Regions from separate parts of the Mus musculus genome. Here region 2 is linked to region 1. A link is a contact called in public Hi-C data. All regions are on one chromosome and are shown on one strand. Each heading gives the region's core, a stretch centred on a gene start, on an enhancer-like site or on the middle of the called end of the contact. The rest is flanking DNA. Distances are from core to core; before and after follow the strand shown.

What was found. A called contact is a pair of places that touch in the nucleus more often than the background predicts.
Region 2: a contact with region 1 is called in a Hi-C map of centroblasts, with 3 times the contacts expected there. The contact joins two enhancer-like sites. A contact is called at or near these places in 1 of 39 promoter capture datasets (the C10 cell line) and 1 of 484 Hi-C or Micro-C datasets (centroblasts).

Annotation. Positions count from the first base shown.
Region 1 is chr4:74,795,673-74,800,075 of GRCm38.p6, reverse strand. No RefSeq gene overlaps it. Among named protein-coding and RNA genes, the nearest start is that of Gm26379, 160 kb to the right of the region's middle. Within about 2 kb of position 1,720, at least 6 of the 459 cell types and tissues checked have an H3K27ac peak or open chromatin away from gene starts, as enhancers often do. A contact at or near this core is called in centroblasts, where this site is marked.
Region 2 is chr4:75,261,243-75,265,735 of GRCm38.p6, reverse strand. No RefSeq gene overlaps it. Among named protein-coding and RNA genes, the nearest start is that of Dmac1, 15 kb to the left of the region's middle. Within about 2 kb of position 3,150, at least 36 of the 459 cell types and tissues checked have an H3K27ac peak or open chromatin away from gene starts, as enhancers often do. A contact at or near this core is called in centroblasts, where this site is marked.

The DNA of each region.
Region 1 (4,403 bases), core at 471-2,970:
TTTCGAGGATACTAAAAGCTACAATCTTATTTTCTCCTGGATCTTTGTGGGTACACACAAGCACACACACACACACACACACATACACACACACACACACACACACACACACACACACACACACACACACACACACACACATACATCCCTGAACCCAGAAGATACTATGTTGGATACAGGCTGTTAACAATTCAGTCTCAGTTACTACCACTGAATTAGGATATTTTGGGCCTTGTCAGCAGTTAGCTGTTGAGTTCTGACTATCAATTAGTCTTCTATCAATCACTTGTGATGAAAACAACCTAGGCTACAGCATAAAACCACAGCTGAGCTATCTCTTCATAGAGGATTCATTCTGATAAGGAGGTCTGGTAAGATGACCTTGGGACATTTCAGTGACCAAAAGTCTAAGAAAAGAGAGTAGTGTACATGATAGTTAGTCCCTTTGTGGGGGGAGGGTGTTACAGATGGTATATTTCATCAGCTTTTTAAATTTAACTTACTTAGCACTTTTCCCATGCCATCCCAGTAATCACTCGGGTTTATGTGGGATGGTGAAAAGGAATTGTAGTAAAAAAGAGGAGTCTGGAATAGATTTTGAGATCACTAAAATACATTTTGAGAGTCAGCTATAACCATATAGAAGAAATGTCAAGTATTTAGATAGGGATGCAACTCTTGGTTTTAAGACTCAAGTTAAACATAGTAATATAATAATAAAAAAAAACCTATTCTAATCTTAGATTTGCAGAGTCTATTAACTGAGTGAATGATCAGAATCCTTAAACCCATTGAATATTAAATGTGTACTAAGTTGCATTTCATATTACTACCTGAGAATTTAAAACATTCAGCTTGTAATACAACAGAAAATGAGTGTCTGGACATATAGATTAGGAAATATTACTGTTCATGATCACTCACTTACCTATAAATCAACATCCATTTATGGAACATCTGGTTGAACCTGATACTAAAATGTGTGCATAGACAGATAACATTCTCCTAATGAGCCCAGTCTACTAGCAGAAATAAAACCATACAAGGGAAGATTATGTTTTGAAAGATGTAAGAATCATAAAGTTTTCTAATGTGAGCCGAGGTTTAGTCCACAGGTGGAAAAGTGCTCTGGTCAGAATAAATACTGGCAGAAGTTTAAAAAAAAGCACAGAATTTGTTCAGTGAATAATATATTGTTCAGTGAATAATATTGTGTGTAGCTAGACTTATATTGCAAAGAATAAGTTCCTCCTAGAAACCAGACCTCTGACAAGTTAGATGTGTATATCTCATATTAGAAGGAGTCCAGAAAACTCAAGAGAGTGAATTATAAAATCATCTGGAGAAGGGAGGAAAAGCCAATATGGAATGAGTTAATGGCTGGACTGTTATTTTGGGCAAATAAGACACACTCCCACCAGACACCTACTGAATGACTGAAAATACAATTCATACTTGCTGTCACAGGAAACTGAGGTCGTTATCCCTCTCCTCCCATCTGTCTTTGGTTAAGGGTTGCTGCTTCCTAAGCACTCACATCAAGACACTTCAAGTAGACATGCTTCTGCAGCTACAGAAACCCCTCAGGCAAGTAGACACTTAGACTTAAGGCAAAAGGCCTTTCAAGGTTACAGAGAAGTGGGTCTTGGACCAGCAGGCAAGCCACAGGCAAGGCAGCATCTTTAAAAGAAGAGGAAGTGGAAGTACCAAATATGAGGCAATCTCGCAGCCTGTGTACTCCTTTCATCTATATTCAAATCAGTAGATATTTTAGAGCTTTGCACACTTCAAAAGAAGGAAACCCTGTACTTGAGAAAGAAGTCTGCATGTGTCACTGGAACTGGAAGAGAGGATTGAAGTAGACCCCAGAATGAGAAGCCCACTAATAAAAGCAATAAGATGATGGAATCTCTCTCTCTCTCTCTCTCTCTCTCTCTCTCTCTCTCTCTCTCTCTCTCTCTCTCTCTCTCTCTCTCGTGTGTGTGTTTGTATGTGAGAAAGAGAGTGAGATAGAGACAGAGAGAGAGAGATCACACTAACTTGACAGAATGAAGTGCTGACAAGATGAAACTGATGACTGGAAAATGAAGGGTGTAGGAGACTAAGACATTTTCTCTCTAGATAAAATTTTCGTTACATGAACAGAAACTAAGAAATCCAAAGAGAATATTATAGCTTTTTATCTGTTTGAAATTCACTTCAGTATTTAAACCCTTTGTCCTAGGTTTTGTCTGGGCCACTCTCAACTTACAACCTGTTGTGGTCATATGCAGGTGCTCTTTTGAAATTCTGTACCCAGAGAAACAGGTTTCAGTAGAAGCCACCTTCATAATCATCATCCCACACTAAACTCCAGGCTGGTTTCTGTTTCTCGTTTTAGTTTTTGCTTTGCACATTTGGGTTTTTTTTTTTTTCTTATATTTCCTGTGATGGTGTTTCTCACTGTAAAGCCACAAGTCTGTTCTCACCTTTAAGGGTAGTCTGGCCTGGATAGAAAGTAAAACTTACCCTTAAGAGGAGTTTAATGCTGTAACCACCATGACAATAATCGTGCCTTCATCCCACACAGTTTGCCAAGGTACCCCAGTGTTTGTCAGGGCATTTATAGGTTTCCTGGTTTCTGCTTTCACTACAAATACACTGGAAAGACCATTAGAAACTCCTCCCTCTTCATGTTTCATGTTTGGTTGGTTTGTTTGCTTATTGACTAAATGGCTGGAGGACTGAACGGTTGGTCTATTTGCTATTGGAAACAAATGCCTGATCAGGGAAACACTCCAGTGAGTTCCCAGTGGTTTATTAATATGGGTTTCCAGCTAGTATTCTTCTCAACATTTTCTCTTGAAAAAGGAAATTGTGTCCAAGGTACTTTCATCTCAGCTATTATCACTGATTGGAAAAGTAGTAAAACAGTGCAAAACGCTGCAGTGATTGTGAATTTTGTATTGGGGTAGTCTGAACCATTGCATAGTACAGTCAAATAACAAAGACCCATATATGCTTGGTGTATCCAAGTAGGGAGTGAATCTCTGAAAGATGAGCAGTGGGTGGAAGGAGTTAGACTATGGAGATCCCTTTTTGTATCAAAGGGATACTGAGTTAGTCCTGTGACTGCTGCCATAGAGTCAGCCAGCCATGTTCATTTCCACCTACAGTTTTCACAAAGCAAGTTTCATTTCCTCCCAGAGGAGTTGTAACCAGAGCTAAGAGTGCCACCTACAGACATATGAATGATAAATATTTATTAGATCCTTTAGGGTTACTTTCTTTTCTAATCAGTTGTGCAAGATCTTGAAGTTTCATGGTTTAAAAAAAAGGGGGGGCATGAAGATGGGAGGAAACATGATAGCTGTGGGAGGAATTAGAAGAGGAAAATGGAGGAGGGTGTGAGTGTATTGCATTCATGTATGAAATTCTCAAAACTAAAAGAAATTGCAATTTAAAAGGAGGCCTCTGTGTGTGTGTGTGTGTGTGTGTGTGTGTGTGTGTGTGTGTGTGTGTGTTTTACACAGGAAACAGGAACTTTTAAAAAGAAACTAGATTGTAGGCCAGTAGGTAACTAAAAGAAAGCTGAACATTTCAAAAGAATTTAGAATCTGAAGGGAGAACTCACAGAGGAAAGACAAGCCTATGCCTAGCTGTGTCACAGGTAAATACACAGACACACAGACAGACAGACAGACAGACAGACACACACACACACACACACACACACACACACACACACATGGGCCCTCACATGCAGCCATGTGTACGTGTACTCATCTACTGAGCCTTAGGATGGCTTTCTTTCCTGACAACATTTTGGCTTTCTAGCTACTTTCCTGCCATCCAGGTTCTGATCTCCTTGCTATTTATGATGAGAAAGTATGGAGCAAAGTATATTTCCATGTTTCTCAGGGATTTGCTGAGCCTTCAGTAGTTACAAAAAGTAACAAAGTGCCAGAACATGGTCCAAGAATGGAGTCTTGTGAGGGAAATTGTATGCATGTGAGAAAACTCCAAGAAAACAAGACAAGTGTCTTGGGACCTTAGTTTCTTCAAAAATGTAGAATTCTTGGAATGTGTTTTTTGTACCCTTCCAGTGTTTACTGGACAAGAGTAGGTTTACTTTAGATTATTCATTACAACTGGCTATAGATATTTGTTTATTTGCCTCTGTGGAAAAATTTGGTTTTACCACATGCAGTTTGCCCTTGTGGTTATATACAGCTTGAACTCTTAAGAAATTTACTCAGGTGACCTTGTTTAACCCTCAGGGTATAATTTTCTTGATGCTCTGAATAAAATCCTCTATTGCATGAGGATTAGTCCACCTCATTTCTGTGCTCCATTTCCCCAGATTCTACCCTCTTTGCAGCGTTAAGTCCAGAGTAACTTGTCCTTTCTGCAATCTGCTACTA
Region 2 (4,493 bases), core at 1,901-4,400, 460 kb before region 1:
ATACATATATATGCATGTCTGTAGGGTACCCTTTCTATTCCCCAAGAATACTTTCTTCAGTTTCAAATTGCACAGTAATAGCTTAGCTTAGTGATGCAAATTAATTTAAACATTTCATACTTTGCAAGCACTGTCTAGAATAACAGCTAGTGTCAATGAAGAAAAATATGCTGTCAATGAGTAGGCACAGCAAACCACAGAAAATGTACATTGTTCCTTGGGATAGAGATATGTAGTAATATACCTATAGGTATTTTAACAATAATGTGTAGTTGTATGTAAAGCACAAGAGTGACTTTATCATTATGATGGCCGCTACTCACAGAATACTTCCAAAAATTGGGACAAATCCAACATCATTTACTTCATGGAAACAACCATCTTCAGGTATAAAAATACATTTTATTACCATTTCTTTCATTATATGTTTATTAGCAACTATTAAACTCCAGTGTTAAAATGCTTTCTTGCAATGCCATTTGGCTGAGACAACTTAAACATCTTTGGCTCACACAAACAAACTGAAATTTAAATCAGTACAAATGTTCATATCATAAGAAAGGAAATGTTTCCAATTAGCTAGTGCCAACCAGCCTCTAACAAGAATTTTTTTATGTTAATCAAGTATTTTGTCTTGCTTTCCCAAGCAACTCATGAGGTCCATCTTATACACACACACACACACACACACACACACACACTTGTGTAGTTCAGTGCAGCCCAAACCATGAGTGGCTTATTGCCTGGCTCATCTGTTGATCTCTTACTAAAAAAAAAAAAAAAAAATATGAAAAAAATTGATGTGGCTGTAATGCTGTTCTCAGTCTCTCTTTGAAGTGAACGGCATGATATAGACATTGTGATATAGACATCATTGTCAAAATACTGTGAATAAGTGACTGTTGAGTGTTTGGTCTTAAACAATTTACCTGTATCATCCACCTCTGCCAAGACCTACAAATCATTTTGAAAGAAGCAAAAGAAGAAACTATGAGAGCCAAGTGATTGAGAAGGAGGGCCGTACAAAACTGGTTTAAGAGTGCTGGCATGTCACTCATGCGCTCACAGAAGCTACAGTTCCCTCTGTCTGGCCTGCACAAGACTGAACCACGGACGTTCAGTCACGATGAAGCTAATGGTAGTTGATTACAATTAGGGAAAAGGAAGTCATTGTTTGAAGTGATGTAGGCACAGGTGAGGTACTCTTGCTCCAGTGGATTTCTCCATACTTGTGTTCAAAGTATGACCCTGGTTAAAAATGTGTGGTCACAGAGATAAAATGAGAGCAATACAAAAGCCATGGAAATAGGATGACTCAATGGGAGGACTGGGTTTCAGAGGAGGAAAGAGGAAGAAAGAAAGGAGCAATGAGTAGTGTCAAGAATATATTACACGCATATGTGAAATTGCCAAAGAATGAGGTAATTCATAAAATGCTTTTAATATGTCTGAATTTTCTTCTCAACAAATACCCTCCAATATATTGGAGTATCATTTGGTGGTCCTTCAAATAGGGTAAAAGTTAGAACTCTAACTCTAAATTACAACAGTGATAAAAATAATTTTTTATACATATAATTTGTGGGAACAAAGAAGTAATTAATTTAATCCTTAAATGGGAATGAAAATCAAAGATGAACATTGAATCAATATCAAAGTCTATTTACCAGTGGACAAACTTTTGAATTTAGTGTCCACCCACTGGAAGGGTGAGTGAAGGGGGACATATGTTCAGGGGAAGGGCTACCAACACCCCAGGCATGCCATCCAATAGAAATCCAGAGATGGCATTCTCAGAGTTCTTTGACTTGGGTTGCTTTAAGCAGCGAATTGTGCAGCCATGCTTAGAAATGTATGACAGAGAACTGCAAAATGCCTGTCAAAACCCTTGACAAGTGAAAGACAGGCAAATTGGGAGGGGGAGGCTCACTCTCCAATTTGCCAGCCTGCAAACACCTGTTACTGAGGGAGCAAGCTGAGACACATTGGCACATGTTGGCACCACCCGTGGGTTCATCAGCCCTCATGTATTAGTGCAAGCAGGTGCCCTGCAGCTTCTGCTCCCAAGTCTAGTTTTTCCTTCTTCCCTAGAATGTTTTTAGAACTGAGAAGTCAAGGTAATGAAAATCTTTGCAGAATTCACACCATTACTGAATTTAGGGCGGCATTCTTTTTTAGATGGTAAAATACATGCCAACAGTTTTTCTTACTTCTTTTTTTTTGTTTTGTTTTGTTTTTTATTTATGTGCTTTACCATATAATACCCACCTCGAGGCATAGTTGTCATATAACAGGTGAAGACAGGAGAGTAGTTTCAGATGTCTCAGGAACTATGTAGCTACAGATGTGATCACATGAACTCAAACATCTGGCATCATGTGGCATTTTTTTCTTTTACGTTGGTTTTCAAAGAAATAATGAGATGTGTCTTCTCTAAATAGTGATCAGTTTAGGCTTCCTTTTTCTAAAGCTGAATAAAATCCATCCCAAAGGAACATACAAAATGAATTCTCAGTGGGAGCACATCATCTGTTTTCAGAAGTTTAGAACTGTATAGCAACAGAGGCAAAAAGCTGTATGGATAGTATCAGCCAGTGAGAGCTGCCTTTCCCTAAGAAAATGGTTTTTTGAGCCTTGGCTTTCTAACTTGTGAAGAATGAAAGGATGCACCCACAAGACTGTATTGGAGGAATAATGTATATTTAGTGAATGTGATATAGAAGAAGGCCAATAGTTAAATAGGGTACTACCTGGGCCCCTTGCTGACTGCTTGAAGATTCGGTGTCTGACCCCATGAGGAACTGTTGTCCAAATTTCTGTGAATCGAAAGCCTTGTATATGTCTGGGTAGCAGAAGTTTGAAAATTCAAAACCTGTAAATTGTCCAAGTCATGTTTCGTTAGCAATTTTGTTCATCTCATTCCAATGTTTTACTCAGAAATGCAACTTTAAAATAAACAACGAATGAAAAATTTGATGAGAAATTAAAACTCTGCCTAGAAAAAAAAGTTTTCTTGTGAGGGGGTTCAAGTTGGCACTGTGAGAGTGCCAGCTGCCAGTTTGTTTCATTATTACTCGGTTTAAATATATCCTGGGCTGAGGGGGAGGAGGGCGATTGACAGCAGCTTTGGCTTCCTGTAATGCTTGTGCTTATTTCTCTAAGTTGATCGCAGGGCTGACATGCTTTGCCTTAGTGTGAGCTCTAAATAAAACGCTGGGTTCAGTGTTGTCTCCACCCGACCTCATCTGAGAAAGGAGAATGGCCTCCCTCACGTCTTCCAGCTTTATTTATATATAGATCAAGTAAGATGGGAGAGAATGGGAGGTCTGTGAAACTTCATAGCACACTCCCATTATTGCTTCCTTCTTTGAGTTTCACACTTTCAGAAGCATGCAATCTGTGTTTATAAAATACAGATACCCTCTAGAGGGACCACTGTGTAATCCTAAGGCAAGATGTTTTGTGTATTCCTGGGTGCCCTTTCTCCGGTGCGAGCAGGTTAGTGTCTCAAAAATCACCACTATGGAACTAACCCTCAAATAACCATAGTGATCCCTCCATGCTTTCTTCCTATTAAACAATCCTTTTCACTTTGAATGTCTTGGTTTTTCACTAGACAGCCATTCTACCTTTCCATTCCTACTATTCTGTATACTGTTCTTTGGTGACTCTATGTCCATTTCCCCTCATCTTTGACTTGAAACACAGCAGCTCTTTCCATGCATATTCTACCCTGAGCCCTTAATGTGCGGTGAAATAGCCTCAAGCCCTTTCTTATTAAAATTGAAGTCACATGGCATGTCCCATTTGGGTGCAGAAAGATATGATATATTCTAGGTACAATCTGGTGACATTTTATAAACTCTGTAAAGTCATTTTGTGTCCTTGACACCAGTTAATCCTGACATCATTTCCATAGTTCACTCTTTTCCAGGATGTAGAAAATATAATAAAAAAAATATACTGTCTTTTTCTATTGAAGGGTTATCTGAGACAAAACTTATTAAAAAAAATTAAAGTTGCTTGGCAGAAATTGAAATTTCTCCAAGGTCAGCATTTCTTGAAACCAAAATATGTGCTTAAGGCAGCATCCTCATCTGAACAGCTACACTTTGCTTATCAGCTATACTATTGTGAATGTGCAGCTGAGCTGTAGGGAGTTAGAGTGACCTTCCTGTCCTAGGAATCAAAACCCAGTGATATCCTTAGTGTACTTGCCTACTTATTTTGATGTGGCTAACACTCTTACCCTTCTTCAGAAGTAAAACATTTTCTTCATTGAGATACTTTGGATTACTTTGTAACTTTCTTGGGAGTCCAAACACATTTCTAGTACAGAGTCAAGGTCTCCAAGGAAACTCCCACCAGTATTCTTTATCACTATACTTAAACTTTGTTAAGAACATCATAGCTAGGTGATGGTTTTTATTCTACAGTTTAAATTTTTTTGCTGACTTTCAAGTGGTTGCAAGATATCTTATGATCACCTTAGA